Regions from separate parts of the Mus musculus genome. Here all the other regions are linked to region 4. Evidence: chromatin contacts called from public Hi-C and promoter capture Hi-C data. All regions are on one chromosome and are shown on one strand. The core of a region is the stretch at or near the end of the contact, and the rest is flanking DNA. Distances in the headings are between cores, read along the strand shown. Region 1 holds the start of Det1 (de-etiolated homolog 1 (Arabidopsis)). Region 2 holds the start of Isg20 (interferon-stimulated protein). Region 3 holds the start of Ticrr (TOPBP1-interacting checkpoint and replication regulator). Region 4 holds the start of 3110040N11Rik (RIKEN cDNA 3110040N11 gene).

Region 1 (2,767 bases), core at 179-2,678, 2.9 Mb before region 4:
TGGCCAACAAAGAAGGTTTGCACATCAATAATAGAAAGAGAGAGAGAGAGAGAGAGATCTATCTCAAAAGCTTGGAGGTGGTAGTAGTGTTCTGGCAAAGGCTTTCATAAAGAGCAGCATAACAGATTCCCCAGGACCACAAAACAAACAAAACCCTTACAACACATAGTCAGGGTATTGTTTTGCAATCCTTTTGTTTCAAGCTTATCCTCATACAAGCTACATCCATTGGATAAAGATCTAAAAGGCTTGCAGAGCCGCCAGACCAGAGGGAGTCAGGTCTCTAAACTACCACCTCTGGTTGTTTTTTGGAAGGAACCCTTCCCTGAAAGCCACTCGCTCATTTGCATATTGCCTAGAGCCACTTTAGCCCTAGGAAAAGAGCAGAGTGACTGCAACAGACCACACACTGAACTCTACTATCTGGTCTTTTGTAGACACTAAATTCTTCACCTTTGAGAACTGTCTCCAATATCAGCCTCATCATCCTGTCTTTGAAGGCCTTCCTTCACTTAGTGAGACATAGATTCCAACACACTAGCCACTCAATTGCAACTCTCTGTATTTTACTAATGTGTATATTTATGGTGATCTCTCTGGGTCAAGTATACACTTATCTGTTGTATGCCCACCACAGTGCTTAACACGTAGCAAGCTTCCTTCTTAAACGGTGGGCATACCTCAAGCCATCTTCTTGGCTAACGTGGGTAACCACAGGGGAACTTTCATTTTCCGGAAGACATTCTCTCCGGTCCACGCCATAAATTCTCTCGTTGCAACGTTAGTAGTGTCAAGTTTTGGGGAAGTCTTTCTGACCACCCCACCTAAAGGACTCATCTTTTTCTTGTTTCTTTCTCTAGTCATCTGTCACATTTTTTTTTTTTAATTTACACGGTCGCTTGCATGGTTGTGTTTAATGTTTGAGTCTCCTCGTTGAACTGTACCCTCTCTAATGGAAGTAACCAGGTCTACTTCGGTCACCGCGGTATACTCTTCCAGCCCTGGGGCTGGCACATGGTAGACGCTTTGGTGCGGTGCGGTCTGAAACGAAAGCCTGGCTAAAGCGGGTCACTAATTGTGTGAACGCAAGGTTTATTCCTCGTTGGAGCAAGTGCACATGTCCCCACACTCTTGGCGACTGCTTCCAAAACAAGAAAAGGATGCCAAGAGGCAGACACACATGCCCATGGTCGCCCCCGGAAAGAAAAGCCCAGGGCGGGGCCTCCCCGGGCAAAGCCGGGGGCCGGAGCTCCTGAGACCCGGCGAGCATGCGGGGAGGAGCCCGCCGCGGAGCTCTCGCGGGCCGCAAAGGGCAAGTCCTCACCTGTCGAGTCCTGGCTCATGGGGCCAGGGCAAGGGTCGCCCTAGCCTGCTCCGCGCACACCTCCCCCGGCCCCGCCCCCACCATGCCTCGGGACCCCGGCGTCGGCAGCCACCAGCCCGGGTTTCCGCCCGCTACCGGAAGCGCTGCGCAGCGAGAAGGGAAGATCGGAAGATCGAGACGCCATGCAGCTAAGGAGCGGCGCAGCGCACCCTGGCGTCCGGAGGAGAGATCGAGACCATAGAGGCTGGATAAGCCCCGGACCAAGTGATCCAAGGCACGTTCATAACTACTATGAGTAGGAGTTAAGTTTTCACCTGCTTCTTGCATACTGGTGGAAGATGGATTATACATGCACCATGTCACTGCGTTTTCCATGCTCGTGGTTGCACGTGGGGATACAATAAAAGCTTCTGTACTAAATGAATCCAATACCATTGACTGGCCTTTTCACCTACACGTTACTTCATTTAATTTTCTTTTTTCTTACAAGCTATTTCTTCCCTGTGAGTCGGTGGCTTCTCTCCTTTGTGCTTGCGTGTGTGTGTGTGTGTGTGTGTGTGTGTGTGTGTGTGCGCGCGCGCGCGTTTGTATTTGGGTGTATGGTTTATTTTTGATGCTTTGGCAGGAAACCAAACCCAAAATATCTTCTCTTAAGGCTTCTGGGTAGCCACCGCCACTGTTCACCCACCACTGTCAAATATCTGTTTCTGTTGATGTGTATTGCTTTGTTGTGTCTCTCCTCCCTTTGGTAGATTATAAACTGAGAACAGGGATTTTTGTCTTATTTTCTGTTCCAGCCCCACCTCCCACCCCATAACAAGGTTTGACATCTTATAGAATCTCAGTAAATATTCCATCAGTAATCCATTGTGGTCTATCTCTTCTGGACCCCCATGCCATCTCCATTCTATATCCCCAGCTCTTCTGAGACATAGGATATAGAATTAGAGGCTAGGTTGAGCCTTGCTCTCTCTCCCAACCCTCTCCATACCCAAAGGACTCAGAGAATGAATATCTCTGCAGACCAACACATGAGAAAGGGATATGTGTTGACTTTGACCAGGGAGAGAGGAAAATTAAGGTCTAAAGGGGAAAGGTGACTTGGGGATATAGACTGACTATGAAGAGAATGATAGGTTTCTGGCCCAGTCCTACCATTTCCAGGCTCAGTATTCTTAGGTGCTGGCTTTAGAAACCTCATGCCTTTTTCTGGAAAATGACTATACCTGCCTCTTAAGGTTATCCCAAGTATTAAACCTGTTAGCCCTAAATACTTGAAGTCTTGATAAAATATTACTAAAGCTTTCCAGCCACAACTCTCTTCCTTTCCCATGATGAAACTGAGACCCAAAGGGGACATACATCTCTTGCACAAGTTCATACAAGAATAAGAGCCAGTAGGGGTGGGGCCACAGATTATAACCCCAGCATTTAGGAAGGGAG
Region 2 (2,700 bases), core at 3-2,502, 2.9 Mb before region 4:
GAGAACCACAGTTTCCGACCCAGTGACAATGAACTGGGGCCCCTATCTTAGGTTTCATTTCCTCTCCCCTGAGCGGTATGACCCACAAGCCCCGCACCCCAGCGGAGAGAAAGGAACATAGCCTAGCGCCTCTGTGTTTTATCTCCCCGAGTGGCAAAGCGAATGCAGATCCATATATATTCTTCCTTTGGCCTCTCTCTCTCTGGTGTGTTCTGCAAGCGCTCCCCTCTTAGAAAGCTGAGTCTGTTTCTGATCCGCGCATACCTCAGTTTGTTTATTAGAATACTGAACGTTCCCTGCGTGTTAGGAATAAGCAACAGGGGCTCCATGATTCAGGGGAGGAGTTTTCTTGTCGCTATGAGAGACCAGCCAGGGGCATCCAGAAGAGTCCAGAGCAGAGAGGAAAAGCAGCAGACTGCCTGCCCATGGACAGGACCATCTCTCAGGAGCAGAGAAAATAGGAGTGGGGAGCTAGAGAAGAGAATAGTAAGAGCGGCAGGGGGTAGAGTGGGGATATTGCTGGTTTTAAGGAAAACGGACGGGGCTGAGGTGGAAGGGCCTGGGAGCTAGCAGAGCGGAGGAGTCAGGGAGGTGAGAGGGGTCAGAAGGCCAGTGCAGAACAGGTACATGTGAACATGTGTCATGTGAAGGAGTCTGCAGGCTAGCATGGGCTGTCATGTGGACCCACAGAACTGTTCTGACAGGTTTCTGAGGAACTCTTTGTGAGAACTTTGAGCTATACACAAGAAACCCTATAGTCCAGCTTGAGCTGCGGGCCAGACTGTCATTTTGGACAAAGACAGTGGGCCTGCCCTTTATTTCAGGGGGCTGGGGAGGGTTCTTGGAATTTTTCCTTTTGGACCTAATAATAGGTATCACTCTAAGGATTCTAAGTCCCAGCCCAGGAGACTAGAACCCAGGAGGAAGAACAGCCTGGCTTGAGGCCCTCTAAAGGTCTGCTGCTGTTTGTCAACTCTCCCAGGTAGAGTCTCTGCCCAATGAGGCACCAAGGACTAGACCCTCCTCCTCCCCCAACCCCTTGCTGCCCTTCCCAGTTAATGGTACCAGCATCTCAAGAACTGCTTGCTCTGTCCTCAGAAAACCTCCCAGGGTAGCACACTGACAGCAGGTCCCAGAAGTTGTGGGACCTTCCCCAGGCTCCAATCCCGGAGATGTTTATTCTCTGGGTGGAGGGTGAGAAAAGCAAAGAAAGATGTTGCAATCCACTCCGTCCACGTCAGACACGTCATCCGAAAGGGAGGAGTAGGGCAGGGCCAGAGGAGGGACAGCCTGACGCGGCCACCAGCCCTGACTCAACCTGCCAGCCCCCTTACCTGGCCAGCCTTGAGGAGATGGAACAGCCCAGGCTACAAGGCCTGCCCCCACTCCTCAACTTCCCTTGATAATGAACCAGAAACTGAAACTAAAACAGGCAGGCTCCCCGTTAGAGATGAGTCACTTCCCAAAGTGACTGAAGTAGCCGAGAAGTGGAAACAGAGGGGCAGAAGAGAACCCAGGGCACTGAGACAGGTGAGAGCAGGTACCAACCACATAGCTGCCCAAACTGGGAGGCAATGGGAGGGGGCTTCGAGGTGGGACAGCCAGACAGGACCAGCAAGCTCTGGGACCTATAGCACACAGAAGCTGAAGGCTGGCAAGAGGCCAGCTTCTGTTGCCAGGTGGCACTGGAGATAATGGGCAGGGCTCAGGGTGTAGTTTGGCAGGGTGGTGGCCCAGGATGCCTGGAGGGCTGTTGGTTCTTGACTGACAGCCTGGCTCTCCCCCACCCCCCACCTCCCCATCCTCCAGGGCTTTCTGAGGGTCGCCAAGGAGCATGGCAGGCATCCCAGAGGTGGTGGCCATGGACTGTGAGATGGTGGGGCTTGGGCCTCAAAGGGTGAGTGGCCTCGCCCGCTGCAGCATTGTGAACATCCATGGCGCAGTCCTGTATGACAAGTACATCCGACCCGAGGGAGAGATCACGGACTACAGAACCCAAGTCAGCGGGGTCACGCCTCAGCACATGGTGAGGGCCACGCCATTTGGTGAAGCCAGGCTAGAGGTAAGTGAAGAAGGAGCAGGAGTCGAGGCACATTTGTCCTTCCACCTCAGCTCCTTCCTAGGGTCTGTGGTCTGTGACTCTCCCATGAGGAATTTCTCACATATTTGAGGGAGGGAAGGACTCTGGGTCTCCCTATCACAGCCCTCAACTAAGTTAGTCTCCCCACCACCAGAGAATCTTAGGCTCCCATCTGCAGCTGTTTTCAGGGCATCTTTCTGGTCCAACTTTCCGGTCTTATGATGGGGACATTGAGTCCCACCTGATGTTCCTTCTCTTCTACATCGCACTGCTCTGGTGAGCCTGTGAAATGAGGTTCTGAGGCTGAGCTGGCTCTGACTCAGAGGCCAGAGGCTCCTGGGCTGAAGGAGACTGTGTTCCCAGACTGCGTGCTCTGGGCCACTGAGGCCCGAGGTTCTTACCCTTTAACCTTGTGTCCATGTCTTCCAGACATGTAGGACACGGAGCTGAGCACTCTAAGGGCTGCCCATCCTCCCACTGGGCCGCCAGATAGATCAGGCTTGCTCATCCGCTGTGTGGCAAGCAGCCAGGCTCTGCTACTGCCCACTGGGTGGAAATCCCAGTACCCTGATGGTGCTTAGCAAACCGCCCCCCACCCCCCAGATTGCCCAAACACTAGT
Region 3 (2,700 bases), core at 57-2,556, 2.1 Mb before region 4:
GAGGGAGCATACTTGCTAACAACATGCCAGGCTGGGAGTTCCATCCCTAGCAACACCTCCCTGCCCCCATATACAATAAAGTTAAAAAGAAAGCGGGAGGGGGGAGGAGGAAGACACGAATGAGTGTTGGAGATGTTGGTTCAGTGCTTGACTGTCCAGCATTCAGGAAGTCTTGGGTTTGATCCCCAATACCCCATAAACTGCGTTTGGTGCAGGGGCATGTCTACAGTCCCAGAACTAGGAAGGTGGAGGCAGGATGATCAGAGAAGTACAAGGTACAGTTTGAGGCCAATTTGGAATATAAAAGAAAGTCACAAAAACAAACACACAACAAAAACAAGTAAAACAAAACCAAGACTTCAGAAAACACTAATCTACTGAATGGATGAGCTGTAAGAAGGCGGGTGCTGGAAATCGGACGTTCTAGTGTTTTTTTCTGCACCCATTGGACTGGCTTGCGTACTCTCTGGTGTGTTCACTCCTTAGTTTGTAAAACAGCCTCCCCAGGTGCTCTGCAGACGTCTGATTAGGTATCTTTATATTACATTTTCCTACCTAGGACCCGTATTGCTCTTCTGTCACTTCTCTTTCTTCCCGAAAACACTTCCCTGCCTTCCAGACCTTTACAATAGAGTATCCGAGGTCCTTCCACTATGCTCCAGCCTTGCTAAGTAGCCCCTGCTGGCTTGGAACCTGCGATCCTCCTACCTCCGTCCCTCGAGTTTGAGGATTATGAAATGTTCCTTTCGTCTTTTACAGAAAAAAAAAATTAAGCCCTCCGTCATAGGCTAAAAGACTTAAGAGTAGTCTAAAGTGAACTTGACTCAAGCATCCTAAACCCCTCACTGTGCACATCCCAGGCTTCAGGGTTCTAGTAAACACGCCCCGCCTTCCGCAGGCGACACACACACTCACGTACGCGCGCGCGTGTACAGACACACACACACACACACACACACACACACACACACACACACACACTCACTCACACTCACACTCACACACTCACACTCACACACTCACACTCACACTCACACTCACATCTGCGCACAGTAGCCCAAACGAAGGCTTCCGCGCCCACCGCCACGCCCCCGAAGTACCGCCTCTTTAAATTTTAAAACGAAGGCTCAGGCCAATGAGAACTACATTTCTCCCGGAACTCAGCGCCCCGCCCACCGCCACACCCTCCACCAATCAAGCGGAGGTCTTCCACACGCCTTCCAGTTAGGGTTAAAGAGGGAAGTGCTTACGTAACTTACGTTCAGCCTGCAGCCAATAGGAGCCGAGTTTGGGTACCAGCTCCTCCAATAGCTGCAGCTGTCGGAGAGCGCGGGAGCCTTCGGAGCAGGGCCTCAGAGAAGCGGGCAATGGCGCTGGTTCTCTGAAGAGAGTGCTTTACCTCAGGAAGGGCCACGCGCGGCCGGGCAGAGGGAGTCCCGTGGCGGCCGAGATGGCCTGCTGTCACAAAGTGATGCTGCTGGTGGACACAGCGGGCGTCTCTGCTCCTCATAGCCCGGCCCGACGCGCCGCCCTCCGGCTCCTCACTTACCTGAGCTGCCGCTTCGGCCTTGCCAGGGTCCACTGGACCTTCAAGTTCTTCGACTCTCAGGGGGCACGGAGCCGGCCCTCCCGCGTGTCCGACTTCCGCGAGCTGGGGAGCCGCTCCTGGGAGGACTTCGAGGAGGAGCTGGAGGCCAGGCTGGGGGATCGCCCTCCCGGAGCTCACCTGCCGGGCCCGACGCCCAGAGCCACCCACACGCACGGTGCCCTGATGGAGACGCTGCTCGACTACCAGTGGGACCGGCCGGAGATCACGTCGCCCACCAAGCCGATCCTGCGGAGTAGCGGCAGGAGGCTGCTGGACGCCGACGGCGAGGCCAGGGAGGCCCAGGCCGCGCTCGGGGGCTTTGGGAACGCCGTCTTCCTCCTGGCGCCCTGTCCTCACTCGCAGAGGGAGCTGCTTCAGTTCGTGTCCGGGTGCGAGGCACAGGCTCAACGCGTGCCGCTCACCCCCAAGCAGGTGATGGAGAAGGTGTTGCCCAAGAGAGTCCAAGAGGTTATGATCGCCCGAAATATCACCTTGTACTGGGTGGACACCACCGAGCGATCTAAGGTAAGGTGAGAAGCAGTCTGGATCCGGTCCGCAACTCCCCGACAGCTGAACTTGTCAGGCTCCGTAAAGTGCCACAGACCCAGAATGAACCCCGTGTGCCTTCCGAGGGAAACCCTTGCGGGTCGCAAAGGACAGCGTTCCTCCAACAAAATGGGTAGATTCTGGGTACCTATTAAATCCGAGTGTGGAAGAGCCTCTGCGCTTTGGTACCTGGGTGCTTTTGCGTCCTTAGTTTTGCTACACAGCACTTGTATTCCAGCATGGTGGAAGCCTGGTTCAGCCAGGCTACAGGACTTGGCCGCTTGTTTTGTCTAGTGCTGCTGTGTCTTCCTGGACCTCTAATCCTCTCCCTCTGAGGCAGTAGAAACCTCTCTTAACCTTTGTTGTTGGCCCGGCCTGATGACGCCCCAGCCCTCAGGAGGCAGAGAGGCAGGTCTCTCTCTAGTTCTAGCCTCCATCCAGGTCTATGCAGAGAGGCCCCATCTCCAAAACAAAAGCAAACCCCTTTGTTGTTGTGGCCTGTGCTCTTTCTCTATTGTGTTCCAGTTGGACACACCAGACACACCTGTCATCTTCCATTTATTCTA
Region 4 (2,782 bases), core at 238-2,737:
CTTTACGTTAATGATCATTAAACTAAACCAAAGAATCGCTTCTCATTAGTGTCTTTATAAACTCTTTGGAACAGGAATAACTAAGAATAGTCTAAGCTATACATAGATTTCCTAATGTGTCCTTCCTAAACATTTTATTGTTTAGAGACAGGGTCTTGTTGTAGTCTAGCTGACCTCCTGCCTCAGTTCCTAACTAAGTACTTGTGAATTATTGGCATATATGACCAGGCCCATCTACAAAATACCACATTTTTAAAAAGGAAAAGATACACAGATTCCATCTGATTTGGTATTAAATATTGTACATTTTCTTTCAAATACCTCTATATGAGACTATAGAATGTTTAGATGGAGAAGCTTCTAAACGCAGACATAAAAAATACCATTTACAGTTACAGGATAAGCTTTTAGATAACAAGGCAAAAATAAGATGAAAACGCTGCTTTATCCACATCCAAATCCCACCCAGTGCTCAGACGTACCTGTCACAGCGTTCTGTCTGGAGCCAGGTTTGGCATGAATGGCTATGGTGACAAAACCTTTAGGGTCAGTTGCTACAGGCCCTGCAGCAGGAGGTGCTGTCTCTGGTTCTTTGGTTTGGTTTTTACCCTAAAATGACACACAATTTCACAGGTAACAAAATACTTCAGTTATTTTGAGCCATCACTACCCTCACCTTCACTAAACTGGGCCTACATGCAGAAACTAGCCACCACCGTGCTCCTCCCACATCCCTTCATGATCCAACATACAGAGACAGAGAGGGGGGTGGGGTGGGGCTGTCTCTGTGTAGGTATGTGTTCTACTTAAGATCTCTTGGCTAGCTTAGGACTTGTTCCCACAGTCTACTTTATCGTTTCTATTTCTCAAGAGAAGGGGCATTTATTAGTCATCTTTATAGCCAATGCATCCTAACGCTCAAGAGTGGGTGAGGAGTCCATTGCAGAAAGAACGACGACTGGTATTTAAATGCCATCTAACAACTTAACAGAAAACAACTTCCAGGGCAGTATGCGGACAGCGGGTATGAAGAGGAATAAGGATTCAAACTCCCTGACTTCAAGGGGCTGGGATCACAGCGACAGAAAACAAAGGGATATTAGGGGAGGGAGTGCAGTCTCATTGACAGAAGGAAGCGATCAGCCACCATAGGGAGGCAGAACGCACAGCCTGCCGGGAAGTGTAACCCTCAGAGTGAGAGAGCAAAGACGGTGGTCAGCGGGTGCGCAGTGGAGCCTACTCATCCTTAGGGCGAGCTAATGTGCGACCCAGGAAGTCTCAGACCTGGACCCGAAGGGAGGTCTTCCGCCCTCCAGGCGCTGCGTCTGTTCCCCGCCAGTGTAGCCCCGTGGCCCACCCTCTCCACAACACGAGGCTTGCCACTGGCCTTGCTTGTCGCACCGGCTTTCTTAGGCATTGTGGAACCACACAGGAGTCTAACAGAGGCCAAGCACACCGACCTACAGCAAGCAGCAGCATCCCAACCACGCAGGCGCCAGCGTGGCGGAAGAGTTCTGTGCGCCTGCGCAAGTCATGGGCGGAAGCGGCAGGCGCGTCGGCCGGCACCTAAGAGTGCCACCTCGCCCCGAGATGGCACTGTTTTCCTTCCTTTGCAACCTGCCAGCCTCAGGGTGTGATCCATTGGTGAGCCATCTTTGCCAGCAGAGGGAAAATTGTCACCTATCCTTAGGGTTGGCAAGAGCAGCCAGCCTCGGTGCTCGCCTGCCCAACGCGGCACCATGGCAATTCGCACAGGGCAGTGCGCAAGGAGAGGAGATCCACTGTGGAGTTGAATACAACCGTTCGTGAAACTGAAGCAGAGGCAAATCAATGCAAGTGCTAAAGTTAGGGACTGGCCTTGTCCAATAAGGTTAGAATGTATAGATGGTATATGCCCAGAGGTAGGAAGATCTGCTACCTAAATGGGAGATGGCTTGTTACCATTTTGAGGATCTTTGGGACCTGAATAATCTGAGATGGGGAAAAGATTAACTGAAGATGCCCGAGTCTACGGCTAGCAGTTGTGGCAGTCCGAGGGGGAGTTTTCAGGGTACATTAAGTTTGAAATGATTGGAGACATCCAAGTGGAATAGTTAAGGAGCTACCTGAATACATAACCAAATTATCAGTGACCTGTGCCAGTGAGAGGGGAGTTAAGGAGGAGGACAGAGACTGTGACAAATGTCAAAGGGCGACAGCATTCAGATTCACAAACAGGTGAGACTGGAATGTGAGTGCTGAAAACAGCCACTAAAGGTTGGGATCAGAATGGGATGTCTCATTTTACTCTCCCAGAGACACCCTTTCCACATGACACGTTAAGTGGTGTGTTGTGAGAAAGTGGCTAAAGCCTAAGACTCAGGTGATTCAGGTGTTAAACCACACCACACCTTTTTTGAAATACATTACAAATAGAGGCACAAAGTGGAGCCAAAACTATACTGTAGTAATTTGATGAATTTTGAGGTGAAATCATGATGCCCTAAAAATATTTACATTACGATTCATAACAGTAGCCAAATTAGTTAGGAAGTAGCAACAAAAGTAATGTTACCGTTGGGAGTCATCACAGCATGAGGAACTGTATTAAAAGGTTGCAGCATTAGGAAGGTTGAGAACCACTGCTCTAGAGACTTGACAGTTTTTATCAGGGGAGGAACACGGATTGGTGTATTTCTGATGGTGCCTGGATGGGCAAAGGAGGGGGAAGCAATGTCCTCTAAGGAACCGTCAGCCTTCTCCACAGGTACCTCTAGAGTACCTCATCACCAGCTAGAAAGGA

The links. Promoter capture Hi-C pulls out the DNA fragments that hold promoters and counts their contacts. A called contact is a pair of places that touch in the nucleus more often than the background predicts. Capture Hi-C pulls out chosen DNA fragments and counts their contacts.
Region 1: a contact with region 4 is called in a promoter capture Hi-C map of liver, with 5 times the contacts expected there. The contact joins the promoter of Det1 here to the promoter of 3110040N11Rik in region 4.
Region 2: a promoter capture Hi-C map of liver shows a contact between it and region 4, with 6 times the contacts expected there. The contact joins the promoter of Isg20 here to the promoter of 3110040N11Rik in region 4. A contact is called at or near these places in 1 of 39 promoter capture datasets (liver) and 1 of 9 other capture datasets (liver).
Region 3: a Hi-C map of B cells shows a contact between it and region 4, with 9 read pairs. The contact joins the promoter of Ticrr here to the promoter of 3110040N11Rik in region 4. A contact is called at or near these places in 1 of 39 promoter capture datasets (liver) and 1 of 484 Hi-C or Micro-C datasets (B cells).

What each region holds. Positions count from the first base shown.
Region 1 is chr7:78,845,783-78,848,549 of GRCm38.p6, forward strand. It overlaps Det1 (de-etiolated homolog 1 (Arabidopsis)), which reads right to left and starts at 1,429. Exons shown (of 5, transcript NM_029585.3): 1 at 1,325-1,429.
Region 2 is chr7:78,912,513-78,915,212 of GRCm38.p6, forward strand. Isg20 (interferon-stimulated protein) reads left to right here and starts at 1,253. Exons shown (of 4, transcript NM_020583.5): 1 at 1,253-1,530; 2 at 1,810-2,062. The coding sequence starts at 1,835.
Region 3 is chr7:79,658,890-79,661,589 of GRCm38.p6, forward strand. It overlaps Ticrr (TOPBP1-interacting checkpoint and replication regulator), which reads left to right and starts at 1,307. Exons shown (of 22, transcript NM_029835.1): 1 at 1,307-2,113. The coding sequence starts at 1,451.
Region 4 is chr7:81,787,968-81,790,749 of GRCm38.p6, forward strand. It overlaps 3110040N11Rik (RIKEN cDNA 3110040N11 gene), which reads right to left and starts at 1,488. Exons shown (of 5, transcript NM_026077.4): 1 at 1,388-1,488; 2 at 483-609. The coding sequence starts at 1,417.